2 separate regions of the Capsicum annuum genome follow, and region 1 is linked to region 2. A link is a contact called in public Hi-C data. All regions are on one chromosome and are shown on one strand. The core of a region is the stretch at or near the end of the contact, and the rest is flanking DNA. Distances in the headings are between cores, read along the strand shown. Region 1 holds the start of LOC107858777. Region 2 has its middle 23 kb from the start of LOC107858781.

Region 1 (5,967 bases), core at 180-2,679, 260 kb before region 2:
TCAATGAAAACATTGTGGGTCATTAATGGGTAAATAGAAACACAACTAGATTCTTGGCGTGTTAGAACGAGAGAAGGGATTAATTGCAAACATAAACAAATCTCAAGACATTTTTATCCGAATTATGGGGTCATTACTGATGGACGGAGCTTTAAGAAAACCACATAACGTTTGGATAGTCTACTCCGATAGAAACTACAGAGAAAGGGGGGCATGAAAATAGGGAAGAATCACACAAATCTGCACACTTCACTAAACATTTGTTAAACAGAATGGTGCAGCCAAAACGACGAAAAGCATGCTTAGCCAAAAAAGAACTCGAAGGAGCTCACACTCCAGATTTTCTAAGTCTTACAGAAGTGAAACAAAGGTTTCATCCCCTAGACCAGTTAAACAAGTCACAGTAAGTCAGAAATTCAAACACGCAAATCGAAAGATTAATTTTAGTAGAATCTAAATCAAGCATGAGAAGGGTAGGAACATTCATACGAGACAGAGACTTAATTTCCAAACTCAACACCTTACATCGCGATTGGTCGCAGCAACAACCAATTTCAAGGACAAATCAAATTATTTCAGGATATATCTGCCAGCCAATATCGAAATCCTTTGTTCCGAATTGAGCAAGCAAAACAGAGTTCTCAACAATTCAACTTGTTCCACAAAACCAACATTACCTAACCTATTTAAGGATGAAGCAGATATCAAACACAAAGACCTATGACTTTCAAAAGCTAAGAAGAAACAACGAGGAAATTTAAGGGTGAAAAATGTGTTTACCTTCTTCCGGGCAGCGAACCGGAAACCACGAGCCAAATTGGATATCCCACCACACCGGAGTTTAAACAACATTTTGTCGAAATTCAAAGTGTTTTCCAGAAATCAAACCTACAAATTCCCAAATTTCCCCCCAAAAATCCCCTCCTCCTCCTTCTCAATCTCCTCTATTTATAGGAGGAGATACTGATTTTTTATCTTCAAAAAATGGAGGAACACATCCCCTAAAACTCGGATTTGGACTCACCTTCCTGATTTGGATTGGATTTTGGAATTGGAAACACTCAATCTTAAGCAAAGGTCAACAAAGATGGCTCCTAGGCCTGCAAAATTGCAGAGATAAGGTGAAGAGAGATGATTTTCGTGATTTGAGGGTCATTGTTTTTTGAATTTTTGGTGTTCGCGCCGGGTCGGGTCAAGTTGTAGCCGTTGGTTGTTACTGTTTTGCGTTTTGACTGGTTAGAATTGGAGTTGTTCATCGTTGGGATTTTGCCGTTGTTGATGTTATTGGATGTTGGCTGAAGTTTTTGTTGTTGCTGGTATGTTGAATTGCGTTGTGCTGTTTTGACATCAGTTGTCTTGTTGTCGTTGAAGATAATGAAATGGGCCGGGTTGGTCAGAATTTTGGACCTGTTTGTTGTTGTTTTGTGTTGCTGCAGGGACTTGCGTCTCTTGTTGTGGCCCATTCTCTAAAAACAGAATAGGTTATTTTTTGGTCAATTCTTGGGTCATTTAAAATATAGTCAAATGGTAGGATCAAATTATCTATTGAATAACTAATATTTCACACCCTCAGTCAATAAATTTAAATTTCAATCAAATTGATAAATTAATGAGCTAATTGCATTGCAATTATGATCAAATCAATTTCAATTATGGTCAATTTAAATTGAGTCAAAAATTTGAAATGAATTACTTACTAATTCAATTCTGAGCTTCTTGATTCGATAAAAGCAAACGAATATTTTTTTTAAATAAATTATTTTAAATCAAGATTTTATCCATTTTAATTCATATTCTGAATAACTCTTGATTAAAATTTATTTTTTTTCGTAAAATTATATGATCTCGTATATGCAACTACAAAAACATATAATAGTTACTTACAATGACTAAAAAAAAAAGACTAAAATTACCTAGATAAATACTTTGGAAAGTTTTTATTTTGATAGAATAAATATTGTCATTTTATTAAGAATCGAAGAAACTTGAAATTGAACTTAGTCGTGGAGGGTAAAAATTAGGTGTCAACAACTGCCTCCTTCCTTTGAGTAGGGTGGATACAAGTAATTCTAGGCAAAGGGAGTTTGACATTCCTAATTTTTGTCCGACCACAAATTCATTTATGAAAGAGTTTGATTTTCGCACGAGTTTCATGGAGTTATGGCCTGACCTCGGTATCAGGTTTCCTACATATCTCAAGTTACATGAGAATTCAGGCCACTTGTAGTTGATAACACTTGATTTTAAGCATGATTTTCAAGGAATTCACAAGCTATTCCGATTTTTGAATTTTGATGAAATCAGAAAGCTAGGGAATAAGCGAATTTGGGTGAGGTTGGAATGTAGTCGAGTTATCTATATAGAGCCTAGCCTACATACAGTATATATACCACATAAATATACTTTTTACAGAGAAAATTTGTGCAAGCATATACAGTAATTCGTTATTCGTGAATTTGTTAACTTCACCTAAAATTTTGTGAAAATTTGTGCAAGTATATACAAAATTTATTAAACTCTGTACCCTTACTGTCCAAACATTCCTTAATTTTTTTGATTAAAAAGAGAGAGATGGCTGAGAAAAAAATAAGTCAAAGTGCCGTTATAGTGTTAACTCATATGAAAAAAGATAGAACAATTATGGGAGGACTTGTATTTCATATTTTTATATTAGTGATCACATTTGAAAAAATAAATGGATGGACAAAGTGACTTTTTTCAAAAAAATAAAATAAAATTAACCACATTAAAAGAAAAAGAAAAAAAATAGTGAAAAACAAGCAAAAAAAAAAAAAAAAAAAAAGAAGAAAGAGAAATACCACATTTAGAAGCCATTTTGCTGACTAGTATATGATAATATGAATTCACGGGCTATTTTTGTGGAAATACTTTGGCCGACAGGCCATTTCTCATCCTTTCCCCAACTAATTACTCTTTCTATTATGGTAGCTTTTTAGATGATTGCTTACTTCTCTTTTAATTCCTCCTTTTCGTTGTCTTGCTCTCCCCCCACCCCCACCCCCACTCCACCCTTTCTAATTTTTTTTAAATCATATTATTCTTTTTTTTAAACACCTTTTTTAAATGTAACTGATATAGGACAATTGTTTGCTTTCTTTTTATCTATATCAATTATCAGAATAATAACTTATAATACATCATTCTTGTTTTTCCGATTTTTTTTCTTTTTCTGCTTTTCTAGTTTTACTTATATTTTTTTAAAAAAATCCATATACACACCTTTTTTGCTCCTTTATTTTTGTTCTTTTTTTACGACTTGGTACCGTCATTCAATGCATGGGGAGATCTCTCGCTAGTTTTTTGGGAATGACTTCGTTGAGTTTGTATTTATTGGGCTTCTAGTTGAAATTATATTTCGATTTGTAAATTTTGTTTGGTATATGCTTCTGATTAGAGAAATTTGTAGTCTTCTGCCCTTCTCCTTGCTTGAATTGGTTCTGATAAAATTGCATTGCCTACATATTTATCTTGTACTCTCTTCATGGAGCCTCAATAGGTGTGAGAGGCTTGCTTTGGATGGTTTCATGCGGGGCAGGGGTAGGCCGAAGAAATACTGGAGAGAGGTGATTAGGCGGAACATGGAGCAGATACAGCTTACTGAGGACATGACCCTAGACAGGAAAATCTGGAGGACGCGTATTAGGATAGAAGGCTAGTGACTTTTTCAGTAGGTAGGATAGGGCTTTACTTGGCCGGTGCAGTATTCTTGTTATGCTGCATTACGATTGTTTACTATTCTTTGTTTACTACTCCTTATAGGTGGCGTATTTATGTCATGCCATATTGTTCCATGCTTTGTGTACGTTTTTTATGACTTATCTTATCTTGAGCTGGGGTCTATCGGAAACAGTCTTACTGCTTCTCCAGAGATAGTGGTATGGACTGCGTATATCTTACCCTCCCCAGACCTCACTACGTGGGAATACACTGGGTTTGTTGTTGTTGTTGTCTCTTCTCCTGTAATCTGTTTCTATTTTCTTTTATCGGATTATGAAAAAAATCTAGTATTTGTAGCTCCTTCTGAGAACCAGGTGACGCTAGTCTTTTGTCTCCAAAATTCTTTCTCATAATGCGAGTATTGTTTCATTTTGTCTAAAAGCTCGATCCTCCTTCAGCTTTCACATTTTAGCCATTTGCTTCCCTCTTCTTTTCCTTTCTTGTTCTTTTTCTCGAGCTCTTACAAGATCCATTTGTAAATACAAAATCTAAAAATGAACTTTCTTGTAGTGATTGAGCTTTAAAATTATAATTGTTTGTTTTGACATTATCTCTTGACAGTTTGTTGAGTTAGTGCTTGAAGAATTGACGATTGAGATGGCGACACTTGATTAGGTGGTAAACTTTGAATATGAATTTCTAGATATGAGATTTGTTGTGGTGTCTATCCAGATATCGGTTTCGAAGTTTTGTTATGCTGAAAATATACCATTAATCAATGTTTTAGTTGATTTCAATTCTTTATCTTCCATCTTTTTTAAAAAAAAAAATTGATAAGGTATGATACATTATTATGGATGGCGTTATTATGGATGGCGATAACCAATAAGTACGCTGGTTTTGTGGTGGTGGTGCCCCAGAGTATGAATTAAAACATGATGGTGTATATTTCCTACATATAATATGTATATATATAGTGTATACGGTTGTGACGTGAAGTGGAGTTAGATGTAGGGGCGGCTCGGGGCGGACCCACATAGGTTCAAGTGGTTTCATATGAACCCACTTCGTCGAAAAATTACACTGTATATATACGTATATATAAGCAGTTTTTACAAATTTAAAAGATATATATTATATATTGAACGCATTATAAACAAGAGGATGACCCAGCTTAGTGATGATTAAATTGTTGAAACATATGTCCCGTGTTCGAGCCCCTGTAAGGGCGGTTTTTTTAAATTATTTTATGCAGCAACTTTGAATCCACTTGGTGAAAAGTCTAGGTCCGTCACTGGCTCAAGTAAAGTCTAGGTCGGTAGGTTAGATTTTGATGTTAATTTTTTGAGTCTTTGAATTTGGAAAAAGAGAATAAAGAAGAATAGAAGAAAGAGAGAGGAGTGAACGTGAGTAAGAGAGAAAAGGTGAGAAAAGTGGATAAAAAAGAGATGATTAAAAGATCAAAAGTAAAGGAAACGTTTTCTATGGAAAAGGTAAAAAAAGATATCATCTGAATAATAAATTACTTATTCGTTGACTTTAACAAAAATCTCTTACTTTTGAGTTTTTTACTTTTTTTATATCTAATTCTATTTTTTTAGCTGTCCACCTACTTAAAAAGAACTTTTCATATATTTTTTTTATACTACTAATATATTAAGTGGTAGAAAATGAGGCCCTCCATAAATGGAGGTCTCAGGTAACAACCTAAATTTTTGTAAGGGGAAAGGACAAATATGACCTCTTGGTCAAACAAATTCCTCCAAAAATAACTTAAGAATTGTAATTCCACACAGGCTCTTTTTTAATATGTCAATTCATTGTTTTCTCTTTTTCTTTTTTTCCTTTGTTGGCTGCTCTTCTCACTCTCTCGCGCTATTCTTTTTAAAATTTTAAGAAGAAACTTTTTTTATTTTAACAATTAAATATAATTTTATGACATTTTTTTCCTCAATAATTTATAGTTAGAATAGAAAAAAAATCAATACGTTATATTTTTTATTCCTATTATTTTTTGTGTATAATTTATATGTAATAAATATATAATCAATGTATAATATTGATTATTCTTTTTAAACAATCGAGTAATTATTTTTCTTTTCAGATTATTTTGCATTCACCAACATTATTAAAATAACATACTATTTGTTTTGTTTAGTTTTGCTTATTTATACAATAAAATACAATATCATATACTTTTAATATAATACAACTGGTAAAGATATTTATTTATATATAATAATGATACAGTTTCTATACATATACATATTCTATATAAAAATTATAGCA
Region 2 (6,081 bases), core at 2,616-5,115:
CTTTTAATACTTATAGTAATAAATATTTGCTTGTAATTCTATTTAATTATGTAAATACTAGTATACGTACCTGCGCGATGCACGGTCAGTTGATAAACGAAAATATAAATATTCAAATTTATTGAACAATTTCAAAATTTCAAATCATTGTTTTTTCAACAAAAAATTTAGAGTTTAATTTTAATTATTGAAACATCTACTTGTGAATTTAAATGATATTTTAGATTGTGATTTTCATTCTTATATTATTTTAATATTAAATTAAGATAGTAGTGAACTGATCTTTTGTAATATGACTTTTATATGGTAAATCGAAAATATGTAAATGTGTCTTTATACTTTCATATTTTCAGCTCAAATTTGTATTTTAACTTCTCAATATTGTGTCAAGCTTGATGTATCTGCAAGGATCTCGATTTCAGCACATATTACTATATCCTCCTTCCTTCAAACCAACCTACCCATCTTCAATTCTTTCAGAAAAAGGAAGCACACAAAGGTTAATATTCTCACGGAGAAGCATTTTGTTCCTCAAAAAAGGTCTATGTTTCTCAGCTATGGTATTCAAAAATCAATCTAAAAATAAATTAAGAAACTTTATCATAATGCTTCATATTATCTTTCCCTCATCTTTTATATTAACACATTCGCATTATTGGAACCACCTTATGGTAAGGACTGTTAAATGACATCTCTTTCATACAAAAATTACACTGCTCATCTAATGATGGTATTCACCACACATTTACTTGCAATTTTTTCCCTACCAAAATATTTTGATAAATCCCTCTAACTGTTGCACAATCTACTTCAGACATTCAATTTCTAACTGAACAACTACTTTTGTCATCAAGATTAATACTAAGTAAAGAAGGAAAGTACTCATTTTTTACATGGTCAATTATGAAGAAATAAGAAATGTCTCTAACTTGGGCTTTAAATTGTCTAATTCTGTCCGAATAAATGAGAACACATACGAACGCTTCTAATCACAAATTTTTAGAGTTATCAATGGTAACTCTTCATCATATTTCTCAATCACCATTTCGGTTGATTCCTAATCTTAATCGCCAACACACTCCACCAAAGAATTACGACAAATTTATTTCATTATCTGAAACCCTAAAAATTACAAAGTAATCTTTTAAAGAATAGCGAATCGAGTGCTGATAAATAATACAAAAAATTTAAAAAATTCAGTATCATGTTATGATTTTTAAGATCCAATAGAAATATTTTTATTCAACAATATTATTTTGTTTAGGGCACGAAAGAAATTAGAGGAAGAGAAAGAAACATGTTGTGAATATGTTTACCTGATAAGAGTAAGAGAAAGAGAAATACGTTAAAAAAATTGTATTCTCAAGGAGATCTCCATTCAAATTGCTAATGTATAGGCCATCAAAAATTCTTGTAATTGATTTAATAATTAAATATATTTTAAGAAATAACATATCAATCCTATTATCATTATTATCAAATCAATTTAATGAGGATAAATTTGAGTAATGTAATCACTTGTAACCACACTATCTTTCAAAATACCTTGTACTTTTATCAACTCTCAATTAATAATTTCTAGCATTCACTTTATCTTTCAAAATATGTTTTATTGTTATCAACTTTCAATTTTAAATACTCTTTATTTTTTTGAAAAGAAAAAAAAGAAAGTGAATAAATTTGCTTTTGTTAAAAATTTCAAAAATTAAAATATCCAATTAAACGAATTTTTTTACTGCTATTTTCAAAATTTGAATTCAAAACAAATGATATTGTCAGTTTTTTTCGTGTGTAAGATTATAATATATTTACATGTTACGTATCATCCATCTTTTTTTATGTTCATTGATGACAAATACTCCATGTAATCATATATATATAAAAGAATTTTCAGAACAACAACTTTAAATTAACATATTTACTACAAATTCAGATAGATATGGATTAAGTTAAATAAATAAAATTTAGATAGATATATAACAACATTGGAGTATATTGAAAGAGAAAATTTAGCACTATAGTTTATTTTAAGGAGTAACATGAAACCTAGAAAATTTATTGGTGAACAAACTTTAATAGAACAAACTTCATTGCATTTTGATGTACTTTCATCAACATTACCTGCTTCTTTAACTTTTCAAAGTTCAACAAAAGAAAAGTATTAAACTGAACATAAATCAAAAAAATACGTCAAAAGATGAATTTATTGTAGTTTGATTCAATAGATGAAGTTTTCTAGTTTGTTTAGACTTCTGCGAATAGGTTTAATTAGGCTATTGATATATATAAAAGTTGTCAAGATAGATAGTGGGTTAGTTTAAAATTCAAATTGTAAATTTGATTTACTTGGGATAATGATAAACCTAAAAAAGACAGAGAATTGTAAAATTTAATGTATTTTAATTTTAATATTATTTTCTTGCTATATTATTTTTTATTTTTTTTCAAAAAATGACTGTTTTACATTTTCAAAAAAATATATAGCTGTGTAGACTTTTTTCTCATTATATTTTTAAAATTGTAATTAGTTTAGAAATTTAGCAAAATATTGTTAATCCTGCATGTTGGGAAATTTTATTTTTTAAAATTTTTCATTTTTTTTAATTAATATAGTGGTAATTGAAAATTTTATTTTAATTCTAATTTTTAAGGTGTAGTGTGTTAAACCGTTTTTGTGTGGGGAAGTTTTATTCTTTTTGAAGTTATATTTTAAGTTTAATTTTTAAAGAAAATTCTAGTTTTTTATGATGATGACACGTATTATTTTTGCTTCTCTTTTTATATATAGGTATTTTTTATATCATCAGTGTATACAGTGGCGGAGCCAGAAATTTAATGAAGGACGTGTATATTTTATTTTCAACTACGTTAAGAGTGTGCCAAATTAAATATACACTCATAAAGGTTAATATTTAACCTCTATTCACCACATAATTTTCCGGCGAAGAATGTGACCACCCTTCGCTAAAGGTGGCTCCGCCCATGAGTGTATAAACCTTAACTTTTTTCCTTCTCACAAAGAAAATGGTGGTTTCTAACTTATCCAACATAACTACGACCCTTAACCTAAAGATTAGAGATGGATTTGCTTTAATTAGTTCTATAATCAATGCTACCAGCCTACCACTTCAGTTTAATTGGATAGTCAATCAGCTCTAATATTTTTTGGGAAAATTTCAGAAATAACAACTTTGTAGCCTTAATTATAACTTTTATAGCAACAGTTTCATAATTATAAAAAATAGCAAATTGTATTTGTATTTAAGTAAAATGTTACTATATAAATATATATACAAATATATATGTATTACTCATAAATACATATGCACAACTGAAAAATACATATTCTTCTATTACTATGAAGTGAGTAAAATATTGCTATTTTGCTATAAGTTGTAATTTTAAAAAAGTATTGCTATTTATTGTAATTATAGTCTTAAGGATGCTAGTTTCTGTAATTTTTCCTATCTTTTTTATCTCTCGCGTATTTAGTGAGTGGCATTACAAGTAAGCCACAAAGATACATATGAAGTCAAAATATTGTGACAAACGTTACATAACTGAGATTTAAACTTACACATACAAGCAAAAAATTATATTTGGAAGATAAATAAACACGTATTCTTGTTACCTCACCTTGCCAATTAACTTGGGGCTTGTTGAAAGTCATGATGGGGAAGAGAACAGACATTGGTTTGAAGACCACTATTTACAATATAGTCAAAATTTACGAAATATTTAAATTTTAGCCACTCAGAAATTCAATTCCACTGATTCGAGTTTAAAACTGAAATTTGATAAAGTCTAAGTTCAGACCGTAGATTTGACATTTAAATGTCAATTTAAACTTCAGATCTTCGAATATGGAGTGGGAAATTTTGGCCCAAAGATCTAAGGTTGAGAATTGGTCAGAAAAAATTGACTTCAACCTAGTATAATAAAGTTAATTTTAGTGCAAAGTACTAGAAAAAGGATGAGACTGGTTGAAAATACTCATATTGTTGGAGAAATTTGGAAGTGAAAAATGGATGACAAAGGAAAAAATTGATGGATTCTTCTCTACGACGTGATGCCTTTGGGTAGTTCTGAAATGCATTAAATTATAACAGTTCATCCAATGATATTTTGTCCTTTATGCACTAAATTTTGGATATTTTTTAAAAGTTGACTAAGTTTTAAATACATGTAAAATCGAATATCTCGTGCAAATTCTAATAGTAACAATTATGTCCAAACCATGAGATTTTATAGCTATCTGTCGATTTGAGCTTAATTCAGTCGAGCATAGTACAAAACCAACTTCACACGTATTAGAGATCATGCACATTGGCAACTAATGGCAAGTGCTTGCACATACAATCACTTGGAAGACTGATATTTAAGGTATAATCAACATTTACAAATTTTTAGTTTAGTCACTTAAAAATCAACTTTAGACTTGCGGGACTTTAGTTAGAAAAATTGAATTTGAATTGACAAACTTAAAAAAGTATTGATCTAAATTTGATTTTATCAAAGTCTTAACTTCAAACAGATGTTTAAAGTTCGATACATGTCTTGTGCAAGCAAATTTCAAATATTTTGTCTGAAGTTTAGCTTGTCGGTCCCAAACTTCAAACCTATATATCTGATGTTTGAACATTGAGTCCGACAAACAAACCTCAGATGAATATGTCTAAAATTGGCATAGCCCATTTAGAACTATATATATTTAAAAGTAAATTCACTTACAATTCTTTTTCGAAGTACTCAAATGCAAAACAACCCGCAGATTTCTTTAGTCAATATGGATTAATTTTTTATTTTTTGTTTTGGCAATTGAAAGCACTTTATTAATTAACAAAGTGAGAACATAACAAAACTAAGGTGGACAAACCTATCCACCCTCTTCAGTGTCTACCCTCTAGTCCTTGTAGTAATACACAACTAACTACCACGTAATAACTATCAAGGTTTCAACTTTATAACTTCCTTATGCGGTATCTCCTATTTCCTCTGATCCTTATGCACAGACTCAGCCTGATGTGATGAAGCAGGATGGTACTGGAAGTAGCTTCATTCTGAAAAATTCTCTTACTTCCCCAAGTCCATATAGAGTGGATCACAGCTGCAAGGCTAGCCTTCAAGATGACACCTTTTTGTGTGTTTTCCCTTGGTATGTTATTTGACCCATCGCCATTCAGCCTCCCAGTCCGGGATCCTCTCCTATAGCCCCATAGTGTTTTGAGTGTAAGAACACTCAAAAAAATAAGTGATTAGTATCAGGACTAAAGAGCAGAAAGCACATTCATAGACATAGGTATGCCCCATTTCAACAGCAAATATTTGGTTCTCAATCTCCCCAGAAATTGCAGCCACAAGATGGTCCGTTTGGGTTCACATAATTATGAGAGACCAATTTTACGTGTTTGGAGTTTTTAGAGGTCCGTGAAAACCTAGATGTGTTGGCAAATATTAAACGTAGCGGGAATGTCACAACAGGTTGAAAGTGAATAAAACCAAAGAAAAATAAGTAACATTCTCGTACTCAATGAAGCATCGTATTCAACGAACCATATCATTGTTGGACACAATTTTAAACCTCTTGATTGTGTAGTCGCACGTCCCATAATAAGTTGGAGAAGTTCTAGTTTTGGCCTGGCCGGGTGTTATCAAGCATCAGGATGAGCTTTCGAATGCAATTTTTCTTCTGATGAGTGAATTTTGGAGTGATCTTCAACAGTCGTGCCAAAACCAAGTTGGTTAAATACTACTACATTATCTAAAGAAAACCCTCAAAGAGATTTTTATCCAAGATGTGCCTGTGGGAGTTAGAAAGCAACCGAGACACCAGCTTTGCAAATAAGGTAAAATTCCTGAATTTGGTGGCCCTATGAATCACTGATTAAACAGCGAGCTTTAACCTGACAGACCAAAAGGATTTGCACTTGATCGCTAATGTACTGCTGACATAGTGTTTGTGAATTTGTAATTTTGGGAGGGAATGAGAAAAGGCAAATTAAGACCTTGCTTCCCGGGGCACAAACAACGACAGGGCAATCATTCTCAAAAAAGAAGGAAACAAGCCTGCAGGTATAGCAA

The links. Hi-C and Micro-C count contacts between places; a contact is called where the count stands out from the background.
Region 1: a contact with region 2 is called in a Hi-C map of leaf, with 2.5 times the contacts expected there. The contact joins the promoter of LOC107858777 here to the enhancer-like site in region 2. A contact is called at or near these places in 2 of 5 Hi-C or Micro-C datasets (both in leaf).

Annotation. Positions count from the first base shown.
Region 1 is chr2:97,212,426-97,218,392 of UCD10Xv1.1, reverse strand. It overlaps LOC107858777, which reads right to left and starts at 1,429. Exons shown (of 2, transcript XM_016703564.2): 1 at 781-1,429. The coding sequence starts at 852.
Region 2 is chr2:96,958,140-96,964,220 of UCD10Xv1.1, reverse strand. No RefSeq gene overlaps it. Among protein-coding and RNA genes, the nearest start is that of LOC107858781, 23 kb to the right of the region's middle. Within about 2 kb of position 3,865, at least 2 of the 5 cell types and tissues checked have an H3K27ac peak or open chromatin away from gene starts, as enhancers often do. A contact at or near this core is called in leaf, where this site is marked.